4 separate regions of the Mus musculus genome follow, and all the other regions are linked to region 3. Evidence: chromatin contacts called from public HiChIP or PLAC-seq and promoter capture Hi-C data. All regions are on one chromosome and are shown on one strand. Each heading gives the region's core, a stretch centred on a gene start, on an enhancer-like site or on the middle of the called end of the contact. The rest is flanking DNA. Distances are from core to core; before and after follow the strand shown. Region 1 overlaps Igf2bp3 (insulin-like growth factor 2 mRNA binding protein 3). Region 2 holds the start of Tmem176b (transmembrane protein 176B). Region 3 holds the start of Gpnmb (glycoprotein (transmembrane) nmb). Region 4 overlaps Gm7932 (predicted gene 7932).

The links. HiChIP or PLAC-seq counts read pairs in DNA pulled down with a chosen protein or histone mark. Capture Hi-C pulls out chosen DNA fragments and counts their contacts.
Region 1: a contact with region 3 is called in an H3K27ac HiChIP or PLAC-seq map of embryonic stem cells, with 2.1 times the contacts expected there. The contact joins the enhancer-like site here to the promoter of Gpnmb in region 3. A contact is called at or near these places in 3 of 39 promoter capture datasets (embryonic stem cells and pre-B cells), 4 of 484 Hi-C or Micro-C datasets (embryonic stem cells and regulatory T cells), 5 of 115 datasets of contacts at active chromatin or transcription factors (all in embryonic stem cells) and 4 of 9 other capture datasets (adipose tissue, embryonic stem cells, liver and 1 more).
Region 2: a contact with region 3 is called in a promoter capture Hi-C map of adipose tissue. The contact joins the promoter of Tmem176b here to the promoter of Gpnmb in region 3. A contact is called at or near these places in 6 of 39 promoter capture datasets (the 3T3-L1 cell line, embryonic stem cells, hematopoietic stem and progenitor cells and 2 more), 5 of 484 Hi-C or Micro-C datasets (B cells, embryonic stem cells, muscle stem cells and 1 more), 2 of 115 datasets of contacts at active chromatin or transcription factors (bone marrow-derived dendritic cells and microglia) and 2 of 9 other capture datasets (adipose tissue and liver).
Region 4: a contact with region 3 is called in an H3K27ac HiChIP or PLAC-seq map of embryonic stem cells, with 4 times the contacts expected there. The contact joins the enhancer-like site here to the promoter of Gpnmb in region 3. A contact is called at or near these places in 5 of 39 promoter capture datasets (the 3T3-L1 cell line, embryonic stem cells, hematopoietic stem and progenitor cells and 2 more), 1 of 15 datasets of contacts at CTCF or cohesin (embryonic stem cells), 6 of 484 Hi-C or Micro-C datasets (B cells, embryonic stem cells, liver and 2 more) and 6 of 115 datasets of contacts at active chromatin or transcription factors (bone marrow-derived dendritic cells, embryonic stem cells and microglia).

Annotation. Positions count from the first base shown.
Region 1 is chr6:49,169,624-49,176,962 of GRCm38.p6, forward strand. The region is part of intron 2 of Igf2bp3 (insulin-like growth factor 2 mRNA binding protein 3); the gene reads right to left. It also overlaps the pseudogene Gm18010. Among named protein-coding and RNA genes, the nearest start is that of D030074P21Rik, 40 kb to the right of the region's middle. Within about 2 kb of position 3,853, at least 13 of the 459 cell types and tissues checked have an H3K27ac peak or open chromatin away from gene starts, as enhancers often do. A contact at or near this core is called in embryonic stem cells, where this site is marked.
Region 2 is chr6:48,839,119-48,845,953 of GRCm38.p6, forward strand. It overlaps Tmem176b (transmembrane protein 176B), which reads right to left and starts at 2,256. Exons shown (of 7, transcript NM_001164207.1): 1 at 1,878-2,256. It overlaps Tmem176a (transmembrane protein 176A), which reads left to right and starts at 2,365. Exons shown (of 7, transcript NM_025326.4): 1 at 2,365-2,471; 2 at 3,086-3,283; 3 at 3,471-3,581; 4 at 4,667-4,723; 5 at 4,843-5,061; 6 at 5,550-5,660; 7 at 5,986-6,246. The coding sequence starts at 3,089. The coding sequence ends at 6,027.
Region 3 is chr6:49,033,302-49,041,156 of GRCm38.p6, forward strand. Gpnmb (glycoprotein (transmembrane) nmb) reads left to right here and starts at 3,217. Exons shown (of 11, transcript NM_053110.4): 1 at 3,217-3,491. The coding sequence starts at 3,422.
Region 4 is chr6:48,863,847-48,870,930 of GRCm38.p6, forward strand. Gm7932 (predicted gene 7932) reads left to right here. Exons shown (of 3, transcript NM_001358003.1): 3 at 412-2,237. The coding sequence ends at 451. The region is part of intron 1 of Gm44764 (a long non-coding RNA gene); the gene reads right to left. Among named protein-coding and RNA genes, the nearest start is that of Gm7932, 7.1 kb to the left of the region's middle. Within about 2 kb of position 2,630, at least 27 of the 459 cell types and tissues checked have an H3K27ac peak or open chromatin away from gene starts, as enhancers often do. A contact at or near this core is called in embryonic stem cells and stem cell-derived epiblast-like cells, where this site is marked.

The DNA of each region.
Region 1 (7,339 bases), core at 2,603-5,102, 140 kb after region 3:
CAGAGACTTCCTGTTCATAATCTACACAGAGCAGATGGGAGCTGCACTCAAGTTTTTTTTTTTATGAAACAGTAAAATTGCAAATCATCAGGGAGAACAGACAATAAATAAATAAATAAATAAATAAATAAATAAATAAATAAAAGTCAGGTATTCTATCAGTTCAGAAAAAGAAAAATCTGAGCACCATCTAATTATAACATACAGAGGAAATGATACTTTGTTAAAAAATAACTCCTGTGAATTAGGCATGTAGTCCCAGCACTCAGGAGGCTAAGACAGGGAGATTGGAAACCCAAGGCTTTCTTGGGCTACAAACCAAAAGATCATCATCGTCATCGTCCTCATTACCACCACCATCATCATCACCACAACAACAACAATTCAGGACCATACTTTGTTTTGTGTTGTTTTGTTTTTCAAGAAAGAGTTTCTCTGCCGGGCGTGGTGGCACACACCTTTAATCCCAGCACTTGGGAAGCAGAGGCTGCGGATTTCTGAGTTCGAGGCCAGCCTGGTCTACAGAGTGAGTTCCAGGACAGCCAGAGCTATACAGAGAAACACTGTCTCGAAAAACCTAAATAAATAAATAAAAAAGAAAGGGTTTCTCTGTATAGCTCTGACTGTCCTAGAACTTGCTCTATAGACCAGGTTGGCTTGGTAACAGAGATCCACCTGCCTCTGCCTCCTGAGTGCTCTGGGATTAAAGGCATGCACCATCGTCACCTGACATCAGGCTCATACTGATTTCGCTTTTTTGTGAAAGAGTAAAGATACCTGAGGGCTAGGAGACAGGTCTGTGAGTAAAGCGCTTGCCTCACAAGCATGAAGGCCTGGATTTCAAATTCCTAGAACCCATGAAAAGCCAGGCACAGCAGCTCATGTTAGAAACCCAGTGTTCCTATGACCAGGCAGGAAACTCTCCATACACTGTGGTTCAGCCAGTCTGGTTTAGGCAGCAGAGAACAGCAGAGACAGTCTCTAACAAGATGAAGGGCAGGACAAACACCTAAAGCTGTCCTCTGACCCCATGTGCACACCCGAAGTCACACAAATGAACACAGCGGAGTGTGTGCACATGCACACTCACACACAGATGCATCCTAACAAGGTTTCTAATATATGTTTTGGATCTGCTCTATATTGCTTCGTTCACACTGTAAATATTTACCCTGGGTAAGTAAGGAGATGAAGAACTTTGCTGTACATATGCAGATGTGAACCTGCTTCACTCAAGCATCTGCAGGCTTGGAAGCAGAAGCTGAGTCTCTGCCCGCTCTGGACTCACTCATCCCTAAAGTCAATGTGTAAATGTGCATATACGCAGATTACAAAAACAAATATCCAAAAAATTCTGTAGGGCACCATCTTTGAGAAACAGCCGCTGGGCAGTGGTGGTGCACGCCTTTAATCCCAGCACTTGGGAGGCAGAGGCAGGCGGATTTCTGAGTTCGAGGCCAGCCTGGTCTACAGAGTGAGTTCCAGGACAGCCAAGGCTACACAGAGAAACCCTGACTCAAAAAAAAAAAAAAAGAAAGAAACAGCCATGTTTCCCAAGGGTGTTTTAAAATGCACAGAACTCTCCTCTACTAATTCAAAGTTCCTCTGGAATAATCATTTCCTAAATACTGTTCAGTTTACAGCTTCTGATTCCTTCAAACTTCATCTTATGTGAACTGGCACTGTGGCCAGAGTTGTTTTTGACTCTGAGAAGGGTTCTCCCAATTACCAGTGATTAATCTCAGTGTTACCTTTGCCCCACACTCTTACCACACAGGAGACAGATGCTTCAACATGAAAACTTAACCAAAGGTGCCAAGAGTACTCAGGCAGCAGAGTAGCGCCATCCATGCCAAGCGAGCACTTGAGAAAGGCACTGACACTGCTCATCACATGCTCACACGTCAGTGCCTCTGGACGTCTCCAGCCCAGCTACTACATTACGTTACATCTAGGTTGGTTCTAAATGCTTAAGAGCCAAGAAAGAGAATACTGACATTTATAGATGGCTTCTATGAAATGACTATTCAAAATCATTGTGGTTTGTGGCAAGCATGGTGATACACGACTATAATCCAAGCACTCTAGAGGGCAGACGCTTAAGGTCAGCCTTAGCTACATGCAGAATTGGAAGCCAGGGAGAAACTTGCACTTATACATGCATGTATGCAATAGTTCAATTCAAATATCAGTCAAATAAAGTAGTGTTTCATTTTCTCTGACATTATATAATCACATATATAAAATATGGGATAACAGGGTTATCTTGGGAGTATAGAGCAGTGCTTGGCCCCAGGTAAGTACACAACAGAGCTAATCTCCTATGTGTTATTGTAATTTAATAGAAGGGAAAGAAAAGCCAATGTGCCTGTAACCCCACGCAGGAGAAAAAAGCAGGAGGTATAGAAAGTCTGAGGCCAGCCTGGGCTACACACAGAGCACATGCCAGGCCAGCCTGGGCTATGTATTTCACTAACTGGAACTCCAGAACAGAAAAAACAAAAAACAAAAAAAAAACACTTGAGTAACAGAAACTGGCCTTTTCTAATGAGCTTCTTATGTGGAAGGGAAACAGTTGTCACACTTAGTGCAAAATGAAAACTACACAATCTCCAATTATTTAAGTACACAAATTTCCAAAAAAAATACTAAAAAACAACTTCAACACAATCTATTTATAAATTTAAGAGATTTCTCCCCTGAGGGGAAAATGGGTTTTAAAAACACTTCTTTGTATGTTGCTGTGGCAGAGGCATGACTCTGTACTGCAGGCCAATGCCCAGCATGTGCAAGGCCCTGCTCCCATTCCTTATGTTCATATGTTGAAATGTCTGTCATGGAAATTCAGTAAGTGACGTATTTTTTTAAAAAAACAAGTTTTATCATAGGCCGAGGAGACTCAGAAATCCTAAACAGAATCTTCGAGATCTTAGTTAAATGAGTGACTTTATGTAAATTTTCAAATGACACCAAGGAATCTTGGTGTCTCCTAGGTAGTTGGCTGTGTCAAGATAAAGCCAAGATAAAAATAAATGTCAAAGATATGAAGTATCTCCGGTGGACGATGAACGCAAATGTCCTAACCCTGTCCATTCTATGAGAAGTGCACGGAAGCCGCTGCTGACGCTCTGGGTGATCAGTGGTGAGAACCACAAACAAGGGTTTCCCATGAATAAGCTGCCTTGCTTGAGCCATGGCAGTTGGCCTGCTATGGAGTAAGGGACATGCTTGTTACAGAGCAAGGAGAGCTGGGGAGAGGTGCAAGTCTGTGCAGGGATGCATCGTGGATGCCAATCTGAGTGCTCTCAGCTTAGTTATTGTTAGGGGAGGGGAGAGGTTGAAGGAGAGGGGGGGAGGGGGAGAGATGGATGAAGAGGGAGAGAGAAAGAAGTAGGGAAGGAGGAAGTGGGGGGAGGAGAGGGATAAGGACAGGGAGAAAATGCAAGAAGGATATTCCTGACTGACAGGTACTACTATGACTCAGTGGTTGGGGCCCAGAAAGCTAGCAGAATCCAAAAGCTTTCAATCTCTCTAAAGATGATGCTGTCCATCAAAATGCTGTGAGAAACCTCTTAAGCAAAAAAAGGGGGAGGGGGTGGGGGTGGGGAGCAGGGAGAAGCCCAGAACCAAAGCTCCCAAGATTCAGCACCGTGTTGATGCCCTGTTCCCGGCAACATAAACGCAGAAGACAACATACCACTCTGAAGAACAACACACACACACACACACACACACACACACACACACACAAAACAAAAACAAAAACAAGGAGAAGGCTGCAGAGCATGCTCTACTTTTAGCCAAGAGCATGAAGCAAGCCAAAGAAAACGCCAAGAGCACATTGTCAGGATGTAGCAACCACCCTTGCTGAGAGCTTCTACTTGTAAGTCCAGTCAAAATGAACTCTAAACAGAGAGCTGGAGAGATGGCTCAGCGGTTAAGAGCACGGGCTGCTCTTCCAGAGACCCTGAGTTCAATTCCCAGCAACCACATGGTGGCTCACAACCATCTGTACTGGGATCCGATGCCCCTGCTGGCATTCGGGCTTACATGCAGATAGAGCACTCATACATAAAGAGTGACAAGCAAATAAGCAAATAATCAGACCTTGAATCTCAAAATCAAAACAAAAAACCCAAAACAATGGCCACTGAAATAGAAAAACTAGTAAGATGGCCTCCACAATCCCTCCCCAGCCTCAGCCTCCCTGATCAAGTTTGATCTGGATCGTGTGGAGTCTACACCTAACCCCGCCCAGGCAGATCAGGCTGAAACAGTGTAAAGGGCTCTAGGAGATGGAGCCTTATTCACCGTAGCCATGACTTCAGAATACCCCAAGACTGACTACCTAAGACCCCCATTAGTACATATCTACTCCCTGCTTATTCTCAGTTGCTCATGGCTCTCTCACCTCCTCTTGGTTTGTTCATACCAGGGTCTTAATAACACGGCTTACATTTTCCTGGCAGAGTGCCAAGTCATAAATCCTATCTGATTCTAGATTTTGCCTACGGCTTATGAACCACCTCAATAACCTTTCACTAAATTGAATATGATATACAAGATAGCACAAAACACATAAACTCCATAAAATACCCAGAAACAACTCAAATGTGTAGTAGAGCCCTCCTAGATCCCCCAGCACTTGGAAGATGGGGGTTCTGAACCAGTCTACACCACAAGACCTTGTCTCAACTCCCACCCACGAAAGACAACTGAGGCTCCCCTCACAAGTCCTCGCACTCTTCCTCCCTGAGTGTAAGTATCAGCTTTAAACTGTTATCAGTCTCATGATTTATTTATAAATACATGTATCTCCTTTAAAAACAGTGTCAGGCTGGGTGTGATGGACTACAGCTCTTGTCCCAGCACTCAGGACACAGAACCAGTTCAGAGACAGTCTGATCTACATAGTAAATTCTAGGTCAGCCAGAGCTACGTAGAGAGACCCTGTCCCAAAAAACCAAAAGAAAGAAAGAAAGAAAGAAAGAGAGAGAGAGAGAGAAAGAGAGAGAGAGAGAGAGAAAGAGAGAGAGAGAGAGAGAGAGAGAGAGAGAGAGAGGGAGGAAGGAAGGATAGATGGATGGATTATTTTATAAAGCCTGTTGAATCTTGCTTGCAATCTCAGCTGAGGAAGAAGGTTCAGCCCAAGTTCAAGGTCAGTCTAGTCAAGTTAGAGTGAGTTCCAGGTCCACCAGGACTACAGAGTGAGACCCTGCCTCAAAACCTTCTTGGGGGTGGGGTGGAGGGAAGGAAAAACAAAAACAAAAAACAAGCCAACAAAAGGAGACTTTAAACAGCTGAATGCAGTGGCACAGGCCTGTAATTGTCACACCCAAGAGAGAAAGCAGGACATGGAGAGTTCAAAGTCAGCCTGGACTATAAGAGACTCACTCATAAACCTGCCTACCCAACCTCCCTTCTCAGACTCTCTTTCCAGAACATTTTAGAGAAAATGCTGTTATCAAAAATGAGTAGAACTCAGTCTGGCTGGATGACTTGGTGGGTAAAGGCAGCTGCTGTCAAGGACTGGGTCCCTTATGGTAGGAGGAGAGAACAGACTGTCACAGAACGTCCTCTGACCTTCACAAGCCCTCCATGGCACACTCATGTGCACACACACTAAACAAATATAATAAAGATGTTCCAAATTAATAGTAGTCAACACTAAGTACCTAACTAGTCCTCAAGGTTTCCTGATTATAAAAAACCACCAAGTGTCCATTCACCACGTGCTATACACACACACACACACACACACACACACACACACACACCCCGTGCATTCCCTGGCTCACCTCTGCTCTCGTAATTTCAAATCCCTCTCCAGTTTCCCCGTGCCTAGACTTTTCTGTCCCATATAAAATGTCAGACCCCAGGGTTTGATAATGTTTTTACTGTTGCTTATGAAGGAGGAGGAGGAGGAAAAGGAGGAGGAAAAGGAGTGGGGCAAGGGGGAGGAGGGGGGAGGAGGAGGAGGGAGAGGAGGAGGAGGGAGAGGAGGAGGAGGAAGAGGAGGAGGGCTCCCTAGGAGTAGCTCAGTATTGGCTTTTTGTTTGTGATGAAATCTGTATACAAGTAAGATCTACCTCTGAAACGGGTTCTTGCTCAGCAGCCCAGGCTGACCCTTGCTCAGCAGCCCAGGCTGACCTGAAAGTCACATACACACTCTCTTTTCTTTTTCTTTTTAGTTTTTTGAACAAGGTCTCAGGTCCTGGCTGTCCTGGCACTTGCTATGTAGACCAGGCTAGCCTCAAGCTCACTGAGATCCTCCTACCTCTGCCTCCTGAGTGCCTCACTTAAAGGCACATGCTATTATTATCACCAAACTCAGCATTCTTTTTTAAAAAAGAGATTATTCTGCAGTTTTAATGGACAAGAAATGGAGGGGACACATGACAGATGCCTGTGCCTGTCCAATCTCTCAGGTAGGAGGAGCTGGGAGGCGTGCGTAGAATCTCCATAGACTCCCATTTTCTTACAATAAATGCAGGAACTGCCTGCCTAACTCACTTTCCTCTCTTGGCTCACTCAATCCTGCCTTCTTGAAATCACCTCAGACACGCCTCTGCCTCTGCCTCCGCCTTCAGGAGGCCAGGAGTGCCTCTTCCCCTTTCAGAATGAGCTGTGCACTGCTGGATTCTAAAGAAACCAAATGTTTTCAGCACTGTTACAACGTCAGATGCAAGCATTTTGTGTATTATTTCATTTCATTAATGCTTTCTGATACTTAATTTGTCCCACATTTGGCCTCTTCCTGTTGGTTCCTACAACTTTTGGATAAAGTTCCATTTTGAGAGCAGTTTTGTTTTCTGGTTTTGGTGGGGTAGATTGCTAACCAAACCCTGTATCCCTTGCTTCAGTTACAGAATTTCAAGAACTACAAGTGTGTTTGCAGCCTACATGAGACCCTGTTCTCCTTTGGTCATTAGCAGTGCAGAGTCTACAATCTGATCACTAAAGTGGTTAATCTTCCTGGATTTATCCCAGCTGAGATAGGGGGGCGGGGGAGGGAGGGAATATACAGAAATATCTTGTAGCCATACTGTTAATTTCTAATTCAAATTTTATATTTGCATAAAATCTTGATACTTACATCTAGGGATAAGGTTGATATTAGGTATAAAAATATAAGCACAGAGAAAAATGACCCTCATTTAGCCCTCACAATCAGTATTTTATAAGTTAGGAGACAAAGGCAGAGGTTGTCTCATTTTAAATACATAGAGCACATGTGTAGCAGGGTCAAGGACCACCTCTGGGCATTCTGAAGTCAACCATTGGCTTAAGCCCAGTAACTACATCCCAATAATAACAATATGTGGGCAAGTTAGACATT
Region 2 (6,835 bases), core at 1,006-3,505, 200 kb before region 3:
GAAAGAGTATCCTATTGACAGGCACGCAGGTTATTTCCAACCCCTTTGTATGACAACCAGGGTGGAAAGAATAATGCATTTTAGTGGCTGTTGTCAGTGACACCCCCCCCCCCGCCCCCAGCAGATGTGGTAGCAATGACCACATAGGCGTTTCATCCAAGAATGGAGCGGCTTTCCCCCAACCTCCATGGAGTGTGCCAGCTACTTCTGCTTTCTTACCTAAGAGATATCACATTCTATTGTAGGTTTTCATTTAATGCAAACACTTGCTCCATTTTCAATGCTTATCTTGAAGTCTGACAAATGTCTATCTTCATCCAAACACAGCTACAATCAAGGCATAGGAATGTGTGTATTGTAAAAAGTTCCCTCCATGTGTGGTGGCACACACCTTTAAACACAACACCCTGGAGGCAGAGGCAGGTAGATTTCTGTGAGTTGGAGGATAGCCTGGACTACATAGCAAGTTCTGGGTCAGCCAGGTATACACAATGAGATCCTGTCTGAAAAATAAAAATAACGATTCCCCAGGACTCTCCCCACATAAAGCCTCTTCCCTGGCTCTCCAGCTTGGTTCTCTCACCGTTTCAGTGGCTGGCTGGCTATTTGTTTTGAAAGGCATTTTTTAGTTTATGCTTTTGTGAGTTCCTCCTCCTCACATGTCCTGATTTTTTTCATAGAAGTTCTTTTATATCTGAAAATTACGACCGGCAATATGCACCCCTAGTCACACACCCACATGAACAGGCATGTTTAAATTACAAACATGCAGTAATTTTAAAAAAGATGTTGATCTTTGGACTGTATATCATAATTTGGTAGATACAGAGGCAAGGACCTATGGTGCTGGTCCAGGTATTAATTTCTGAAAAACAGTTTCTACTGTGGTCTGTGGTATATATTACTTTTCTCCCACTGAATAAAACCACTGTTCCGAGTTTCCATAGGGCCTCAGGCAGGCCCATGAGGTCTTCATATTCTGCCTGATTACTTCCTCAGCGTGGCCTCCATTCTAATCAGCACAGAGCTTAACACAGCTTCCCACTGTCTCCTGTTATGGGCTTATAACAACCATTTAGCCCCTCTGATGGCTTGCCTCTGTCCAAAAGAAGTTCTGCCCAGTGGCTCTCCTGGGCAGTCTGGTTAAGCATCAGTTCTGACTGGATATTGACGGCCACTCCAGTCACTTCCCTTTGCATCCCTTCATGTTCTCCCCCACGCCACGGAGCACCTTCCACTCACCCGTGCACCTCAGAGCCGAAAGCACAGGAGTCTGACAACTTTTCAGGAGGGACGAAGAGAAACACAAATGAAGGCCTCAGGTTCACACCTTCCCTTGAGGTTCCAGGAATAAAGTCTCAGTTGTCTGGGTGCTGGCCCCCTCTAGACCCCCAGTGCTATCCCTGCCCTGGCCACCCAGAATCCCTCTGCTTCCTCTGCAGAGCAGGAACTAAAGCCCTAGGCACCAAGAAGCCTCTCACCACTTCTGGCACCGCTCCAGATAGTGGCTCTCTGATATCCCTCCTCCCAGTGTTCAGAAACAAAGAAAAAGAACACCCCGTGTCCCCACAGCTGTCCCACCTCTGCGTGGTCTCAAAGGCCCTGCTCTTAGAACGCAGGCGTGAGGCACTGATAACTATGGAAGGTAAAGCCAGACTCTGACCTCCCCAGCCTCAGCCCTGTTTCCAGAGTCACATCCTCTGTCCAACACATCCCTCCCTCCCCAGAGTCCTACAGGAAAGCAGAGATAGAAGGAAGGAGAAGCATCCTGAGCCAAGATGGAGCTTGAGGAGTAGACTTGGAGACTCTTCCAGAGAAGAAGGAACCCTATGCTTCAAAAGGGGGCTACCAAGGGGCCGTGAAGGGTCCTGTCTCACCTGCTGTCCTCTGCGATGGGTGGGGCTGGAACTGAGAGGTCTGGGAGGAGCTGGCTTAAAGCTGACCCCAGAGAGAGGAGAGCAAGAAGGGGGTGGAGGGATGGGGCCTGACATGGAGTCTCTCAGTTTGCCAGCAAGTAGCTGACAGGAAAGGGCCCCACTTGAGGGGGGTCCATCAGGAGTAGATGATCAGGCCTGCTGGAGCAGGGATACAGGTGACACAGATACACTCATACACCCAAGGTGGCACAGGCCAGCACCTGCTCAGAAAGCTCTATCCCTGACTGGGAGAGAGAGCACTGTGCAATCAAAGGATTCCACAGGAACAATCAGTGCCAACCCCAGCTCTTACCTCGCCCACCTTCTCCAGCTCTCCAGTGCCCAGTGAGGAGCTGCCTGCTGGAAAACCCCTAAAGGGGCCCTCAGTCCCAGCTGCCTGCCAGGAAGTGTTGAGGTCTGCCCATTCCCCCTCCCCTTCTGGCTCCCACCCAGGTTCTTCCTCCTGCCAGGGCTGAAGTTCTCAACTACTGCCAGCGCCTCTGTGTGAGCTCTGGCCTTCCCTGCTGCACACTTCCCCGGTCCCAGAGGAATCAGGTAAGACAGCCCACCATCACTTTAGCATAGCTCGTTTCCCAGTCCATCCAGATCCATCCAGTCTGACGCCCTGCGAGCTTGCTAGGGGAGTGGACACACTGGGGTGTGCCTCCAGGGACAGGTATGGCCTCCATCTCTACCACTCAATTCTGTGGGGACAGGGTCAGTCAGTGCTTGTCGTTCATCCAAGGAGATGGTGGCGTCTGGGTGAGGTGGTCCCTGGGACCCTGGTAGGGAAGAGATAATTGCAACAGAAGCTTATGGGGCAGTTAGAGGGGGACACTGTTTAAGGGGCTTGGCCTCTGACCTGGATTCAGAAAATGCTGGGGAGAAGAGATCCAATCAGAGGTTGGGTGAAGAGATAGGTTGTGTGCGTTCTGCTTGATCCAAACATCAGGCTCCTGAAGACCATGGCAGTGGGGCACAAAGCAAATGTGGGGTGAAGCGGGTACTCCAGCATCAGGCTTCCCTGACAGACAACCCTCCAAAAGAGCTGAAGATACAGCTCCACAGCCAGGGGCAGCCATTCTGTGTCTCTGTTAGCCCCCAACTCCAAGCCGCCTCTGAAACATCTGCCAAATATTTCTTCCTGCTTTTCCTTTTCTCCCTCACAGACGATGTCCACAGACATGGAGACTGCAGTCGTCGGCAAGGTGGACCCTGAGGCTCCACAACCCACCCACATTGATGTGCACATCCACCAGGAGTCTGCTCTGGCCAAACTTCTGCTGGCCGGATGCTCATTGCTAAGGATTCCAGCATCCGCTTCCACCCAGAGCCAGGGCAGCAGCAGAGTGCTGGTGGCCTCCTGGGTGAGAGTAGCTACGTGCTTGATGGGCCCAGGGAGGGACCCTCATTTGGGCCATATTTTCCTCTGGCCTCCTCTATACATCTGTCCTCCTAAGACATTGAGTTGATTTTGTCTGTGTGTACAGACAGTTGCAGCTAACAGGTAGCCCTGCTGCTGGAGAGCTGTGTTTCAAGTCCTCTCTCTTCCAGGTGGTGCAGACTGTGCTGGGGGCTCTGAGTGTGGTTCTGGGTGGAACCCTCTACATAGGCCATTATTTAGCCATGTATTCCGAAGGCGCCCCCTTCTGGACTGGGATCGTGGTGAGTGTGGCATCATGAAGGTCCAGGGCTGTCTGAGAGCACAGGGATGGCGGTCCCTTTGCTTCCCTTCCACCACCACCATTGATGTGGCACCCCAGAGTATGTAGCCAAACAAGACCTGAATTAAGTAAGCCAGTCTGGTGCTTGTGTACATGACAAATGATGAAATGGTCGCCTGTGCAGCTGCAGGTCAGCTTTGTCTCTTGTCCCATGCTTCTCCCAGCAGGCTGACAGAAGCTCCTTGCCATCAGTAGTCATCAACAGTTAAGGCTCTCAGGGCTTATCTACCTCTAATGCCTGCCTCAAGACAGGGAAAGCGGAGTGCATCAGGCAGGAAGCATTGTCTTCTGGCTCTCTTACTTCCTTATGCTCATCCTATGGGGATCCAGGGATGAATTTTGTCAGAAGAGTGCTATTGTATTTAACGACAGCTGGTTAGGTTGAGCTGGTTATGTCATAGGTACAAAGGACTTTCTGATAGACCCACACTTTCAGAACAGCAAAACATATGTATTGAGAGGAGAGATTAAAGTAACCATGCTAATCCATCCAATGGCAGGATTATATGGACTGGTTATAGAATAATCAAATAGGATCAGGACCCATCTGCCCACCGAACTGCGTCAGACTCCCCGTTCTTCTATCCTAGTTAGATGGACCCAACGGCTGCTAAGACAAGTGTCTGGACCCAAGGCTGCCTAAAGTCACATTCTGCATCCCCAGCTTTTCCAACAGTATGGGACTCTGACCTACAAGATCTCTGGTCCCTGGAACGTTCTTGAAGAATTTAGTGTGACTTTAAAAGAAGGTGGTTGGGATGGATAGGAAGGTTCCCACCTGACTCAACCGTGTACACTTAGGTGTCAATAAAACAGTGCCCTACAGCCTCACAACTGTGCTCCAAGCTCATTGTCCCACACAGTTACTCCACCATAGACAACAGAACATAGCAGAACATCTGAGATGCAGAGGAAATGCTCTAGGCCATGTGGCTGGCACTACAGATGGCAAACACAGAGGAAATGAGGCGGGGGATTAACAGACACTTGTCCTATACTGATTCTTTTGGTTCAATCACTCCTTAGGCTATGCTGGCTGGAGCTGTTGCCTTCCTTCACAAGAAACGGGGTGGTACCTGCTGGGTAAGTTTAGGACCAGGCAGGACCCAGGCTCTGCCTCAAGGCTATGCTAGACCTCCTGCCCCATCACACACAGGCTGGCTAAAACTGAATCTTTGAGGTCTCTCTTCTGCTCTACCTAGGCCCTGATGAGGACCCTTCTTGTGCTGGCAAGTTTCTGCACCGCTGTGGCTGCCATCGTTATTGGGTCTCGTGAGTTGAATTTTTACTGGTATTTTCTCGGAGATGATGTCTGTCAAAGAGACTCTTCATATGGATGGTCCACCATGCCTAGAACCACTCCAGTTCCCGAAGAAGCTGATAGGATTGCCTTGTGCATATACTACACAAGCATGCTAAAGGTAAGCGGCCATGGAGAAGAACAAGTACAGATAGTGGCAGGGAGACTAAGATGGCCAGTGGGAGAAGGCACTCCATCAGCAGTAGGTCCCTCTCCTCCTAGTCTTGGTGATTGTTTCTAAAGATACAGGAGTGAGTAAACAAATCAGAAACTGTTCCCACTGCTGTGGGAATCACATACTGTTGGGAAAGAAACACTATGAGCCACAAACCATGGGTGGCCCAGGGTTGCAAACATGGCAAGGGTTACCAACATGGTAAATGTGTGTCCATTCTGGAGCAATCTCTCACGTCACAGCTCAGGCTGCTGAGGAGAGTGGGAAAGGTTTCTGGTGAGTTCTACCCTCTATATCCATGACCCCTCCCCATTCCAGAAGCTGTAGACTTGGAGGTGATGGTTAGAAAGTGACCCAGATCAGGAGACAGAATGGAGAGGGGTGGGAGTGTGGCCGTCACTCCAGCACGCTTGTCTTTTGCCCTGTGTTCTCAGACCCTGCTCATGAGCCTCCAAGCTATGCTCTTGGGTATCTGGGTGCTGCTGCTCCTGGCTTCTCTCACCCCTGTATGTGTCTACATCTGGAAAAGATTTTTCACAAAGGCGGTGAGTCCCTCTGTTGGTATGTTTGGGGCAGTGGCGCTGTATAGATGAGACATGATGCTTAGGGAAGAAGGGAGTTCATTATGTGAGTCCCAGAAAGAATCATGTCTTTCTGTCCTATCCAATACAGTCTCTGTTTCCAACCAATGTTCCTATCCAAAGAAGCCAGGGAAGGCCACATCCATCCTAGACCTGTGGCGCTTTTAGTCACAGGTCCTATGTTGCTGAGACTGGTTCTAGCTGGCTCCAGAATTACCTGGCCTAGAGCACAGAACCTGTTTCCCTTTCTCTTCCTGTCACTAACATCTCACCTTGGCTTCTTCCTTAGGAAACAGAGGAGAAGAAACTGCTGGGTGCAGCTGTGATCTAGCCTTTCCTCTTGCTCCGGGCGTCCCTCCTACTGAAGCCTGAAAGAAGAATCAGGCAGGACTAAGAAGACCCTCCCCCACTAGCAGGGCCATGGCCACTGCCTGGTTCTGCCCAGCACCACAGCAGCTCTCAGCAGCACTTGCTTGTCTCTCCATCCTTCACCGTCCTATATCCCTCCTCAGGCAGCAACTTGATAATAAACTCTCCTGTTATTGCTGGCAGGTCCTTGCTTTGTCACACCAGGGAATTCACACTGTCTGGGAGGCAGAGCAGCGTGAGGACAGCAAGCCTCTGATGCTTCCCATAGCTCCTACATCCTACCCAGCTCTAGAATCTTGCAACCTGCAAACAGATGACCGGGTGTTCAGGGTGAGGGGGAAAGGGACTGTCCCCTGAATTCTGGTTTAAGAAGATGGATGTCTGGTAGTTGGATAAATAGGTTTTTAGTTTCACGTTGAGCAAAAATCAAGACATGACACCAAGATACAATCATTTCAGAAGTCTCATTGATTTATGTTGAGGATGGAGACTTGCTATGTAGCACCATCTAAACCTGAACTCATGATCCTTCTGTCTCAGCCTTCTGAGTATTGGGATTACAAATGTGTTTCACCGTCCTGGTTCTGAAAACCTATTTTTTTCCCCAAGTTAGTTAGCCAATATATTGTGAGAAAACCCCCAGATTAATTGTCTTATAAAAATATATAAAACTTTAGGACAACTTATGATTTGTATATTTTTAAATCTCCAATATTTATGCTGTCAAGAATGTAAGAACAACCTTGAAGGCCATAATGGGAGCAGGAGGA
Region 3 (7,855 bases), core at 1,967-4,466:
GGATCTACAAGTCTGTGACACAGCAAATACCTAAAGACGGGAATGAAGGTTGCATCAAAACTGATCTTTTGACAGGAAATGGTTCTGGAACATCCAGGTGGACCCCATGAAATGACAAGGGACCTGTAAGTCACACGGGATAGGGGATGGGGCGGGGGAATCAATGACAGAAGACTGAAATGTGAGAAAGACCCCACTGTCATTGATGGAGCCAGAGAGGGAAGGAGGTCGCAAGCCAGGAAGTGTAAGAAGCTAGAGACTAGGGAAGAGTCGGAGAAGTGGGCCCCTCACTAGAGCATGCTGACACTTGGTTTCTGCCCAGTTGAGACTCCTTTCAGACTTCTGGCTGCCAGGGCAGCGAGTTAATAAATTTTCATTGTTTTAAATCTCAGAGTTCTGGCAATTTATTAAAGAAAACTAAAGAGTGGCTATCTAAGTAAGTTACAGATCTGTGGGCTAAAGAGATGGCTCAGCAGTTAGGAGTGCTTACCACCTGGTGGCTCACAAGCATCTATAACCACCCAAGGGATCTGACACCCTCTTCTGGCCTCCAGACACATGTGTGTTGTACAGACATACAAGTGGGCAAAACACTACACATAGAAATAATTGTAAGGGCTAATGGACTAGATCTTAACTGGGTTTTGTGATCTCATTTTAAAACCCCACTCTGGACTGAGTAATTTCTAAAATCGGAAAGAAAAATGTTAACTGAGGAAGCGCTTGGGATGACCCTGAAGTGCAGAGTACTCGCCCAGCTCGTAGAGCCCCAGGTTAGCTCCCCAGCACCATATAGGTGTGGTAGCACACACCTGCTATCCCAGCTTTTAGGAGGTGTAGCCAAGAGGATCAGAAGTTCAAAATCATCTTCAGCTGTCCAGTAAGTTACAGGCCACACCCCAGACCCAGCAGTGACTCCCGGGTGTGGTTTCGGCCCCCTTGGGTGGCTGCTTCAGTCTCCACATCCCAGGCACAGCTTCCAAAGGCAAACAGTGGCCACCTGAAGGAGAGTCAATACGAGGTGCTGAAGGGCTGGTAGGGATGTTTCTCTAACAGTGCCTGCTGCCTGCCTCCCTCGTCAGAGGTCTAAGCAGAGCAGATGTAATTCCTGATAATCCACATGCTTCCTTCAGTGAATTATTCCAAAATTTTTACAAGATGATGTTTCTTTGATAAAATAAGGTATGAATATACCTCCTCAATGTCCTGGATCCTGGATATGTTGGCAATTTCTGATTGTCAAAAGCAGATTATCCTATGTATAGCTCTTTGGAATCATAAACTTCCTTTTAAAATGTTCCAGGTATGAGCGATTTACCTTCGTGAATGTTCGTGTACCACAAGTCTGATGCCTAAGGAAGTCAGAAAAAGGTGTCAGGTCCCTTGAACTGGAGTTACAAATGGCTGTAAGTCATCGTGATGGTGCTGGGGATTGAACCTAGGCCCTCTGCAAGATGAAGTGGAGGGAGAGGAGGAGAAGGAAAAATGGGGAAGAGAAGGAAGAAGAAGGAAGAGGAGGAGGGTGAGATGAGGAGAAAGATGTGGAGGAGAGAAGAAAAGGAAGAAGGGGAAGAAGAGGAGGAAGAGGAAGAAGAAGAGGAGATGATAGTGATGATGGTGATGATGGTGATGAAGATGATGATGAAGAAGATGATGTTCCCATTTCTTGTTCATTTCTGCCTAGTGGCTACCAACTCTGATGATGGGGCAAGGAAGGCACAAAGTAAAAGATAATTTAATTGTTGCAACTTCCTAAACAAAGACTTATTGAAGAAGAGCTTAATATCCAATTTACTTAAAGACAAAGATCACTTATCTAACCAAAAATGCAAACCAGAACTGTATCTGCGACCAAGGGTGCTAACACCTCAGGTGTTACCAGGAGGTTTGCCCAAAGTTGAAAACTTGTTTCAGTTTTTACATTTGCTTGGGGGTTGGGGATAAGGGCACATGCCACGGCTCTTGTGTGAAGATCAGAGGACAACTTGCAAAAGTTAGTTTCTTCTTCCCACCACACAGGTTCCAGGGATTAAACTCAGATCTTCAAGCTTGGTAGGTTAATGTCTTCACCTACTGAACAAGCGTACCAGCACAAAAGCTCGCTTTTCTGATTTTTTTACTTTTGTTTTGTTTTTGAGTCAGGGACTCACTCTGTAGCCTTAGCTTCCCTGGAACTTGCTAAGTAGGACCAGGCTGGGCTTGAACTTAGAGACATCCAGATGCCTCTGCCTCTCTAGTGCTGGGACTGAAGGAGTTCACCGACATGTTTGTTTATTTTACTTATGAGTACATGGTAGCTGTCTTCAGACACACCAGAAGAGGGTGTTCATTTTTAATTGAAAGGTTACATGTGTGTAAACAAGCAGACAGAGCTCTGTATATGATTTATGTTACACAAAAGCAGTTCTTTCCCTTTCTCCTCTGCATTGGAGACTTTTGCTTCTTTGTGGTTGCGTCCACTTCTGCTCCACGTGGTTTTCCCCCACAGGAGCTCTGGTCCCTGAATTACAATGGACTGTAAGTCACTGTGTGCCACAACCAAGACTTCTCCTGCCCAGAAAACAGTCTTAGGGATGTGTCCTGACAGTGAGAGGGTCACAGGGCCAAGTTTCCACAGTCTACAACCAGAAACAGCTTAATCACATGACATTTATGTTCCAGAGACGGGTGATTTCACACCTAATGCTTGCTCTTTGGCAATACAAGTGTGCTTCCCACAAGTCGCCTGAAGTTACTTGGAGCAGCTATCTTAGAGAAGTTACCAAAAATGATGCAGTTCGTTCTGGGCATTCTGCAGAGCCAGGTCGATATGCCAGAAACTTTAGCTTTGGGGTACATTTCTCCTCTGCTTGAAGCCCGTGGGCTGTCCCGAACTTGCAATTTCTGACATAGCATGCAATGTTTGTATGCATGCATGCACAGCACAGTGGCATTGACTGAAATGATACCTTGGATCTGTCTGTTCTGGGGGAAGAGAACGCGGGCTGTCCAGATTCTGGAAAGATGTTTCAGTGTGAGTACCGAAGTGACACAAAAGAGAAACCACAAAGTCCACCAACGACCAGGTTTCGTTTGGTAAAGAATGTCAGAACAGGATGTTAGAAAGCTCCCTTTAAGCTAGGAAAGATGGAGGGGGAGGGAGAGAAAGGGGGGAGGAGCAAATGTGGCATCACAAAATGAAAACACCGTGCATCCGAAGTCAATAAATAGATGCCAGGGGCAAGTGACTCATGAGCACGAGTTGTTAAGCGATGGAATTTGGGAGATCAAGCCACACTGCTTAAAACATCACATGATCTCCCTCTGGCCCCGTATTTCATAAAACAGAGCGGATCGCAGGAGGCCGACACTGTGACTCCTGGTGGATGGGACTGGGGAGTCAGAGTCAAGCCCTGACTGGTTGCAGGCGCTCGGAGTCAGCATGGAAAGTCTCTGCGGGGTCCTGGGATTTCTGCTGCTGGCTGCAGGACTGCCTCTCCAGGCTGCCAAGCGTGAGTCCCGTCCTCTCTGGGCGCTTACACTCGTTGACCCAAATGATGGGCCAGGCCCTTTGACTGGAGTTTGGGGGTCCGCAGACAGGGTCTGTTCCAAATGCTGGGAGTGTGTTCTTTGCTTAGGACTCACGGAGAGCAAAAGCCACGAGGCCCCTGGAAGCTTTTTCCACTCTGGCCAGATTGAGGCTGGAAGGGGAGGACAGCCTGTACCCCAGAATAAAGCAAGTCTCCCAAATCACCCTTATCTGCTTCCTGCTCACAGGGCGGAGCTCTTAAATGAGGCTCTGGCTAACTTTGCGGAACTCCCCCATCCCACCGCATCCTCTGCTCGCTGCAGGGCCAACTGCTGCTTCAGTGCAGATACTGAGGACTCTATGCAGATACTGAGGGGCTCCACCCTGGGCGGATTCTATGGCAGGGGCCCTACTAACAAAGCTTCCTAGTGAGTGGCAGAGGCATCTTTCAGTGTTGGACATACTGGTCTAGCATCCTTGTCCTGACCAGGGTGTAGCTGTCCTGTTCTTAGCGGAGCTAGTGAGCAGGGGAAAGAGAAGGCCCCTCACTTCCAGGGGCCGGAGACCAGCCCGGTCCAGAACCTTGCCTTACCCCGAATGTGGCCGCCTGGCTGGTTGCCAGGCAGTTCCAAAGGAGAGGAGTATCTCGTCACCCCCTGCCTTCTCTTGTGCAAGGCAGGTCCTCGGGTAGGTTGTCCTGGCTGGGGTGGATCCCAGGCCAGGCAGAGTGGAACCGCTGTGGTCCCTGCACCCAAGAATTGCCAGGCAAAAGGGCAAGCAGCCCAGCCCCATCACAGCCGCGCCCCGAACCAGGGATCCTCAAAGCCAGTGATGCCCCAGACTTGGGGCGTCCTGCCTGAGACTCCACCTCTGAGTTTGGATTTTAAACCCAGAGATGGCAGGCAGCGGGTTGACAAACGGAACGGCCCATCTTGTGTCTAGGTGTGGTGCCTTCACAGAGAGAGGGGACTCTGACCTTGGAATTATCCAGTTTCCCCAGATGAGAAACCGGGCCACAGGCCACAGAGAGGGCCAGGAATTCGCTCAGGTCACACAGAGAGCAGGCAGTAGGGAAGCATGCCACCTCTCCCTGGCAGTTCTTCCTGCCAGGGTTTGGGATAGGACAGACTTGAATATGTGCCAACTGCTAGGCTGGGCCATGAGTGAGTTAGCTTCAATAAATTTCCTTTTCCTCGTTTACAAAAGTGGGCTATAGAGTCTTGGGAGATCAGCTAGCAAGGGCACGTGGCCAGAACACACATTCAATGGCATTTTTAAGGACAGAGCTACACACCTCTGTTCCCCCTATCCCACCCTACCCCACTCCATACCTCCTGCCAACAAGTTATAATAACCTAGAGGAATAAGAATAGGAAAAGCCAGCAAAGACCTTTCACCCACAGTTTGAGGGTCGGTAAAACAGTAGCCAAAGCCAGGATAAATGGTTCATGTCTTTAATCCCAACACTCAGGAAGCAGAGGTAGGTAGATCTCTGTGAGTCTGGGGTCATCCTAGTCTACATAGTGAGTTCTAGGACAGTTTGAGCTACATAGTGAGACCCTGACTTGAAAAAAAAAAAAAAAAAAACCAACCAACTACCCCCCCCCCCAAGGAAAAACAAAACAAAAACCCAACCAGTAGCCAGAACTTGAAGGGTATGGACTTTTAATAGAAGTCTCAAAGCCCCAGGCATTCTTGGGCTCATCTTATACTGTACTAAATATTCCAGACACAATGAGCAAGCCCTGTAGGGGTTAGCAATCCATAGGAGGCAGGTAGTGAGCAGCCCGAACATGAGGAGTTGGGGTGAAGAGAAGGTAACCAACTCAGGGTTACCTCCACTCTGCCCCCGCGCCCCATTTTCCCGTTATAGTTTGCTTATTATCGGGCTTGTCTGGTTGTAAGTTGAACTTCCATGTGTTAGGCTAACGGTGTACTCATGTGAAATTGAAAGGAATAATTCAGGCAGATTCCAATACAACCTTTACCCATGCCCTTTTATAGCCAAATACCCTCCTCTACCCAGCTCCAATCCCTGGCCACTAGGAGTCTGTCCATGTAAATATCTTAGCATTTCCAGAATGCCACACAAGGGAACTTAGTCGTATGAACTTTAGACATCGGCTTGGGTTTCTCCTCAGTGTGAGTCCCTGGAGATCTATTGACATTGCTGTACCAAATAGGTTGTTCCTTGTTCTTTCTGAGTAGTCGCCCATGGTCATAAAGTACCACTTTAACCGCTCACCCACCAAAGGACAGAGAGCTATTCCAGCTCAAGATGCTACGACTCCTCATGTCCATTTCCCTCGGATTCGTACTAAAAAGTACAATTTGGACAAGTTATATATAATGCTTACGCTACGTCGAGTCTTTGTAGAATTTAGCAGGGTGGCTGTGCCTTCTCAGGTTCCTGCCAGAAGTGTGTGGTGGCCCAATTGGTGGTAGTGGCTCCATAGGTCTGCAGGGGGGTTCGTCAACAATCCTCTAGTATTCAGTGTCCATACATTCTCTGAAGTGTTCTCTCATATCTGTTCCCATTTTCAAATTAGAATTGCTTTTTAATATTGGTGGAAGTTTGGTCTTCTCCACTCTCCTTTACTTCTTTCTACTGGATGTCACAGGGCAGAAGTTTCTTACTTGAGTAAAATTTCATACATCATTGTTTTTCTTTTATGGATTATACTTTTGGTGTTCATCTAAGAAGTTTTGCCTCATCCTAAATCCTTATGTTTTCATCTCTGTTTGCTGCTCTTTTAAAAAATGTATCTTTTCTTTATTGGGTTAATTTTTTTTTTTTTTTTTGAGACAGGGTTTCTCTGTTTTTAAATCTTTAAAAAGTCGTATTTTATTGTAATGGTGGTGCCTGCAGAGGTCACAAGAGGGCGCCAGATCTCCTGGAGCGGGAGCGTTTGTGAGCCCCGGACATGGCTGCTAAAATTCAAACTAGAGTACTGTGCCACTGAGTCATCTTTCCAGCTCCTCTGTTGAACGAATTTGTGTCTCGTGTGAACTCTGCCAGGGCAGACTGAACGGGTCAGCTCTTGGCTTCCCTGTCCATCCATCCCTGTCCCCGCCGCCCCACGCTGCCCCCCCCTACCCCCCCGTTTTTCTCTTTGACTTCTGAACTTTAGGAACAGAGGAGAAATCGGGTGCGATTTTGTCGCTGTTGTTTTTCGTTTTCTGGTAGTGCTGAAGTTCAAACCCAGGGCCCTTGCAGGCCAGGCAAGCACTGTACCACTGGGTCACACACCAGCCTGACCTTGCTCTGATTGCGTCTACCTCAGAATCTGTGGACTCTGAAACAGTGAAAAGAGATTGTTCTGGGCATGAAAGGAGCTGAATCCACTTTTGCATCGGATTGAAGATGATCCTGGCAAATCCCACCTCTCTAGACCTAGATGTGTTCATCTCTAAAGTTAGTTTGAATGGAGGCAGCTTAACTCTTCCCTCATATCTCCAACGTGAACTTCCATTTACAAACGTTTGTTGATAAACCTTGTGCCCATTCCTCAATTAATGGCTGTTCTAGGTAGGAACAGTCCTGACACTGATTTGGGGTGTCTGATTTGAAGGCCTGAGATCACACAGCCTGTTGATGACAGAGCCCGTGTGCCATGACTCCTAGTCAATCCTATTTGTATTGCTTGCCTGGTTAATAGGTGCATGGCCTGCTTGGCACAAGTCCAAATTCTATATGGGGCACCTGCCCCCCCCCCAAAAAAACCTGAGGCATACACAATAACAGGACATCCACCTCTTTCCGTGCAAAGAACGTAGAGACAGATAGATAAGATGGATAGGAAATCCATCATGATGGATAGATAAGAGACAGGAAAAGGGGAGATGGATAAAAATCAAGATGGTAGGCTCAAATGCAGAAAGCCTGTCATTACATCATATGTACATTACCTCAGTGCTTCAGATAAAAGTTAGAGATTTTCAGATTTGATTTATAGTTGCACAACTATGTGCTAAAAACAAAAAACACCCTCACATTAAATAAGAAAATATACAGGCTAGAAGTAAAAAAATGGGAGAGTAGGGTCCAGAGAGATGGCTCAGAGGTTAAATTCCCCATACCCACATGGCAGCTCACAACTGTCTGAACTCCAGTCCCAGGGAATCTAGTGCCCTCTTCTGGAATCCAGAACATGGCCACACCAGGAACATAGTTCACTGACATAGATATAAGACACCTACACATAAAATAAGAGTAAAGAAGTCTTTTTTGGAAAAAGTAAAACAATGGAAAAAGTTTATGTACATATGCATCTGTTATATATAATATATATTAAACACTAGCAAAGTAGCCTTCAGTACAACAAATATTATCAAGAACAAAGAGAG
Region 4 (7,084 bases), core at 1,380-3,879, 170 kb before region 3:
ACACACACACACACACACACACACACACATTTGTCCTTTTATCCTTTTGTACACATTTCAGAGCCAGGTACAAATATCTATGATCACCTGAAACAAAATATCTCCTACATATTGTTAACCAGATTTCCATACTTGTCTCGGTTCTTTTTAATGTTTTCTTTAAGGTAAGATTAACACACAATGTTAAATGTGCACATCTTGTGTATGGTGTATTCCTAATCTAGTTACTAAAGTGAATTGGTACATTTTGTCTCCCGACTTCATAATGTATCTATTCTAAGAATACATTGGGCCTGCTGGATCAGTAGTGTATCAGCAGGGCCAGCTCCTGGAGACTCCTGCAGCCACACTGACCCCTTGATTCTATAGTTCCCTGGCCTCCTGTACTTCTGACGTCTGCTCTCTTTTTAGAAGGATAACCCAGGCTGCTCTCTACGTCGCAAGAGCTTGAGGACCAGCCCAGCTGCAAAGCATCTGTCATGTCATGTTCTGTGAACTCAGATGCCATCCTGAGAGTCACCATTCATCCCAGCTCCAGCATCATTTAATGAACTTTTACAAATGTTTCCATTGGGTACCCCAAGTTCCCCTGAGGATGCAGAGTGCTTCATCACCTGTGGGGAGCACTCTCAGACCCCTTGGCAGTAAGTCACTTCTCCTACTCTACCCACCAGAGACAAACACTTGTGTCTTCACTTCCTGCTGAAAATGAATTAATAGCCCTTCAACTTTTGGCTCTGGCTTCTCCTACTTAGCAAAGCATCACTGGGATTTGTCCACACTATGTCAGTATCATCTTTTTTAAATTGCTGAGTAGTATTCAAGCTAGACAAGCCTTAGTCAACTTATCCTGCCCCCTCCTGTTGATGGCATTATGATCTTTGTTGCTGACATTGTTTATCCCTTGGCTTGTAATATCCTCCTTGTCATTGACCTGTGGACCCCACACAAAATCACACCCATAAGCCTTCCAAGACGCAGTGCGAAGGCTGGGGCTTTGAAAAACACTTTGTAATCCACTGCCACACCTCAGCTCAGGGGACTGCTCCCTCCTCCCTACTTGTTCATACTTTGACCTTTGTCCTTGACTGTTTTATGATCCTCACTTGTTTATAGATTTGACTCCTATTACTGCAGCCCACACCGCAGAGGGCAGGCACCAGGGGGTTTCACTCTGCCTTATACCTGGAGCTGCCTGGAGCAGGAGGGGCACAGGCTTGGCAAGCTGAAACCAATCCTACCTTTTCCACCATTAACATAATGATCCTCATGGGTTGTGAATAAAATGTCCCCACAAAGCTCTTGGCATGGAGCAAGTTTCTGAAACAGGGGGATAAAACTTACTTGTGGAAGACACAGAGGAGCCTGTGATAAAGTTAGTCACATGCCATGAAGCCTGGGTTTCTTTTCATTCTTATAGTACAGAAAGATTTGCTTTGTTTCAAAAACAGACATGACCTGGAGAGCCAGATAAGCAGGGAGTTCCACTTCCCATTTACCTTACTTTGCTTTTTATTGCTGTGATAAACACCAGGGCCCAAAGCAAGTAGGGCCTGAGAGGGTTTGCTTTGCCCTATGCTTTACAGCCATCATCAGAAGACAAGACAGGAACTCAAGTGGGGCAGGAACCTGGGGAGTTGAAGAAGAGGCCATGGAGGAATTCTGCTTACTCGCTTGCTTTCTGTGGTACATTCAACTTGACCTTTTATACAACCCATGATCACCTGCCCAGGAGTGGGTCCACCCCTATCAATTATTGATTAGAAAATTCCCCACAAGCTCTCCTAAGGGCCAGTGAAAAGACTAGTCAACTGAGGGTCTCTCTTCCCAGATGACTGTAGTGTGTGTCAAGCTGACACAATGTTCCAGGCTAACTGGCACAACTGCTCTCTTGACAGATTGACACAGGGACACATCATTGTTAAACTGCAACTTTTACTTTCTTGGATATTACCAGTATTTCATGGTAACACCTCGGTATAAAACATATCATAATCTTAAAAGTCCCATAGTCTTTTACATTTTAAAAGTCCATGTTCCTGCCTGGCAAGATGACTCAGGGGTTAAGAGCACTGACTGCTCTTCCAGAGGTTCTGAGTTCGATTCCCAGCAACCACATAGTGGTTTACAACCATCTGTAATGGGATCCAATGCCCTCTTCTGGTGTGTCTGAAGACAGCAACGGTATACTCACATATGTAAAATAAATAAATAAATCTTTAAATTCCTGCTCCCCTGCAAATAAAAGTCCATGTTCTCTCTTTTAAAATCCAATGTCTCTTAACTGCCACGCACACTGGGAAATGCCACACACTCCGGTCAAGTCTGCTTGACAGGCTGAAAGGTCTGCAAGCACTCAACGAGGAAAAGAGTTTCACAGAAACTCACCTCCTGGAGCTTTAGCGTTCTCATTTACTCATATACTCATACTCTATTCCCGAGTTAGTCTGGTATATGGAACTACAAGCTCTCTTTTAATATTTTATTTTAAATGCCTTTTAAGATTAAATTCTGTTATAGTTAAGTCTCCCCAAGATTCCAAGTTCCCAGAAGCCTAGCTTAGAATCCTGTAAGAATGCAGTAAGGAAGTAACCTATTCAGTAACTAATTAGGCATTACAAAAGACGGAGCCAGTAGCTCAGAACTGGTCTGCAAAATATTTACTAGGACAGCAGCAAATCTCACCCAAACAAGGGAATATCATAAAAGAGCCAGGGAATCCCACTGAGATAGAAACCTTCAGTACAGGCTGCATTACATATTAGAAGCAAGCTGGTGTATTCTCCTGACAAGTGGAGATTTTCCAGATACTTAAAAGTTACACTCATGTGGGAGTTTGGCAAGGCCTAGAAAATAGGGGGGTTGTGATGTTGCATTATTCATGAGGTCTGCAAAGAGCAGAACCCCCTGGTGCTAGCCTTCACAAGGATCAAAGGCATAGCACTAGAGTGTGAAATCCTTGCCTGTCACTAAGCTGACCCTAGGCAGGACTGCTTTATCTTTACTGTAAACATCTCCCTGGTTCCTGTAAATCCTTTTGAAGTCATTCCTTTGTTTTGTTCAGGTAACTTCAATGTACTTTGCCTGCTACCCTTTGTATTTTCTGTACTATATAAGATTGATGTTCACTTTGTGAGAATACATTCAGATTCTACACAATCTCACAAAGTGAACATCAATCTTATATAGTACAGAAAATACAAAGGGTAGCAGGTCTGTCTGTCACCTGCCGACGCCTTGTCCACCTGCCCCAGAGACTCATTCCATGCAGACAAAGGGACCCAGAGGGTCTGCGGCACTTAACTATGGATTCCTATAAAATTTAAAATAAGTAATACACGTTCTTAGTCCAAGAGGGAAGAATCAGGACACAGTTTCAATCAGATCAAACCAAAACCCAACCCCAATGGTGGATTTAGCTCAGTGTGCAACACCTAGGAATCATGCATGATCCTTTGAACTCCCAAGAGCTTGGGCAGTGCCACCTGTACAGCTCTGCCATGCGCATGCAACTTGTCTTGTATGCTCCAGAGGACTCACTCCACGCTGCCACTGTCTTTGGTGGGCATCCCGTAGCCTTATCATGTCCACACCCCACAGCCAATATGCTGGGGTCTCCATGGCAACTGAGGTCCCATTCTCACCAAAGGCAGTTTTCTTTTCAGGGACTGCATCCCTGCTACATACTGTCAGGCTCCTCTCCTTCATGACCCCTTCAACCGCAGGGTCTTCACAACAATTGAGGCTGCACTTTCACATATGGCCTCTCCTGGCATCTTACATTTTAAGTCTCAGCTGCTCTCCAGGACTCCTCCAATCCTTCGGGTTTCAGTACTGTGTGGGAGATGCTTAGACATTACCAAGTTTGGCTGCAAGCTTGAGATGCCATCTTAGCACCCTCTGAACCACAGCCTCTATGTGCCAACCCTATGGAAATCCTCCCTAGATTTCCCCTCAATGATGCTGATCTCTTATCAACCACAGAACTGTAGGCTCTCCAGCCTTTGGGATTCAAAACAGCAGCAACCCACCTCAGACTAAGCACTATGCTGATCCTCTCTCTAGTCCTAAACCCTTGAGCCTCACTATCAGCATCCCTGGCTCTTCAGTTGGTCTGACAGGGAGCTTCTTAACCCCTAAGTACATAAGCCAAGCCCCCTAATAAGTCTCTCCCCAGACCCCTCTGTCTCTGTCAAACCCTAACTGATACAGATTTGGGGAACAAGACTGGTTCTAGAGGAATACAAACTCAAGGAAACACAAACTTAATTGGTTCTTTAACCTCAGTAAACCTAAAAGTGTTGAGGACTTCACTTCTAATGCAAATGCTACCAAAAGTCCATGATGCATTTGCAAATAAATGCAAAATAAATGTCCTGGGTTCTCCTGATCTGTCTCTTATAGGATGAGAGAAAGTTGGTGACTCAACTTATGATGTTTGTGAACACTGGAAGGGAACTAAGAGTTATAGCAACACTGGCTGCTCTCAGCATCTCAGGACAAAGGAAGGAAGGATGGAAAAGAAGGACCATGAAGATTTGGATTCTGCCTCCAGCTACACGTAAACACCCTGGAAGTCTCTAGGTGTGCCTTGAGCTGAATCTTCCTTGTCATTACAAGCTGAAACTGCTGAAATCAAGTGCTTGTCCATTGTATAGTTGCTGAGTTACAGTGAACACTGAATGTGCAACCTCTGGGGGACATCTACTGTGCTGGCAAGATTATTGGTTGGGAAAAAAATGGAATTTTGCAAGTTTGGATGGGGCTTTGTGGAAGAATCTGAAGGAAGCTAGAGATGTAGTTTCTGAATTCTGATGTCCTGCTTATGAATTGAAGTGTTTTCTTTATCCCTACCTGCCCTCATACCCATGATGTGAGAAGTGAGTAGTGATCTCACATAGTGTGACCAGCCTTTCCACTTAGCTCTAGGGACCTAGGCCTGCATTGCCGTGTATACCATAACGGCCTCCCCAGGGCAGCTGCCATGTAAGATGATGCTGAGTCTCTCCAGGACCCAGACTCACCACTTCACTTTGCTTCTAGACCTATAAGCTGAAGTCCAAAAGCCTCTGAAAGTGAGGCACAAAGTCTGACTCATGAGGAGATGTATTCTGGTCCAAAGAACTTCCTGAGTTTTGTAATTTATACAAATATAAATTCAGGGAATAGACCCGTTGACTTAAATGCACGGGATACTTGTGGAAGAAACATAAATGTGGGTCTGGATAAACTTATTGATATACTTCCCCAAACAGAGAGTGTGTATTTAACAGTGTAGCTCAGGGAGTTAGGAATGAGGCAAACACCTTGACTGGTTGGCTAATATGTGGACCAAAAGGTGGCCCTTTGGGAGCAGGTTAGAAAGGTCTGATCTCCTTGAGCTAGCATAGAAAGGATTCAAAGGTATGGAGAGATTGCATTTCCATCATAGGGTAATCATTAAGTCTCTTCCAACATACTGGGAGGGTCCAGAAGATATGTGTTTGACTGATACCTTGAACAATAGGTTTGTGAACAGAGCCATAGCCCCTTGCAAAGCAATGTGAGCAGTCGTCTCTATTGACTAGACCTTACTGTAAGAACCGCTGCCTCACAGTTGGAAATGAAATGAGAATAACTTGGCCTGAAGATGATAGGGACCAAGTAGTGACACTTCAAAATATGGCTACCAAAGTAGACATCAAAGGCAAGGCAACAATCAGAGCATGCTGGGTTGGAGAGACCTCCGACCCTGAGCTGAATATTCTCTTCCTAAAAGCAAAATAGATAAGATGGCTACTGGGTTCCTGCTTGATCTGGACAAGCAGGAAACTTTCATGCCAGTTGAAAGCAGTGTATCTTAAATCATAGACACAGGATCAGTGGCACTCAATCAATCTCAGAACACTGAGAAGACAGAGAAGCTAAGTTCCCTTTAGGATGACCCACACACTAGGCATTTATACTGCTGATATCTCTCCTAGGCTTTGTCAAAGGGAGCCGTGTGGTTTTGCTACCCAGTATAACTGTGCATTGGGGTGGAGACAAAGAAATAATCAGACTCCTAGGAGAGTACAGTTCTGAACCAACACTGATTTCATAAGACCTGAAACATCCTAGAGCTCCCCAGCCAGAGTAGACTTTATGAAGGTCATGTGATCCATGAAGTTTCAGCTGAGCTCTGACTCACAGTGGGGGAGGTAAATCCATCCTGTAGTTACATCTCCAGTGATAAGATGAATAACTGGCACAGACTTTGTTAGTAATTAGCAGAATCCCCATACTGGTTGTCTGAAGAAGGGAAAGTACGGAGGATGGGCTGCTGAGGGGAAGGCCAGAGAGTTTGCAGCAGCCTCTGCATGGGAGCTGCATTCTTGACAGGGTTGTAGAGATCAGTGTCACGATCAAGGACTTAAGAACACATACGTACCACATCTCCATACTGTTCTCTATTGACTCTTACAAAGGCAGACCAGTGGATTCTGGTGTCTAGCTGTGGTAAGCTTAAGTAAGTGGCAATCACAATTGCAGCTGCTCTGCCAGATGTGGTTTCATAGCCTGAGCAGATAAACACATCCCTTGGCATTTGCTTATGCAGCTACAGATCTGGCAAGGGCCCTTTCCACTCACTCTCCCTGTCCATAAGACCCACTAGAAGCAGTTTAATTTCAGTTGACGAAGCTAAATAAAGCTTCATTGTTCAGCCCTGGGGATATAGCATCTCTCTAGCCTGAAGTCACAGTTTAGTCCACAGGGATTTGATTGCCTCTGCTTCCATGAGACGTTACTGATTTGATATATCGATGGTGTGAAGCTGACTGGGTCTGGTGAGCATGAAATGGCATCTATCCTGGGCTCATTAGAAAAGTACTTGTGTGTCTCATAAACCTGACTCAAATAGATAGCTTCTGCCTCATTGAAAATCTTCAGAGTCCAGTGGTATGGACTGTGGCAAGGGCAAGATAGCCTTCTGAAGGTGAAGGGCAAGTTGCTCCAGCTCTCCAATCTCCTGCAACCAAGAAAGAGGTAACTTGGTATCCTCTGCAGGTTGGCATGTGAGTGAAGCCTAATCACTAGTCTCCTGGGTAAACCTTGTCCCTGAACA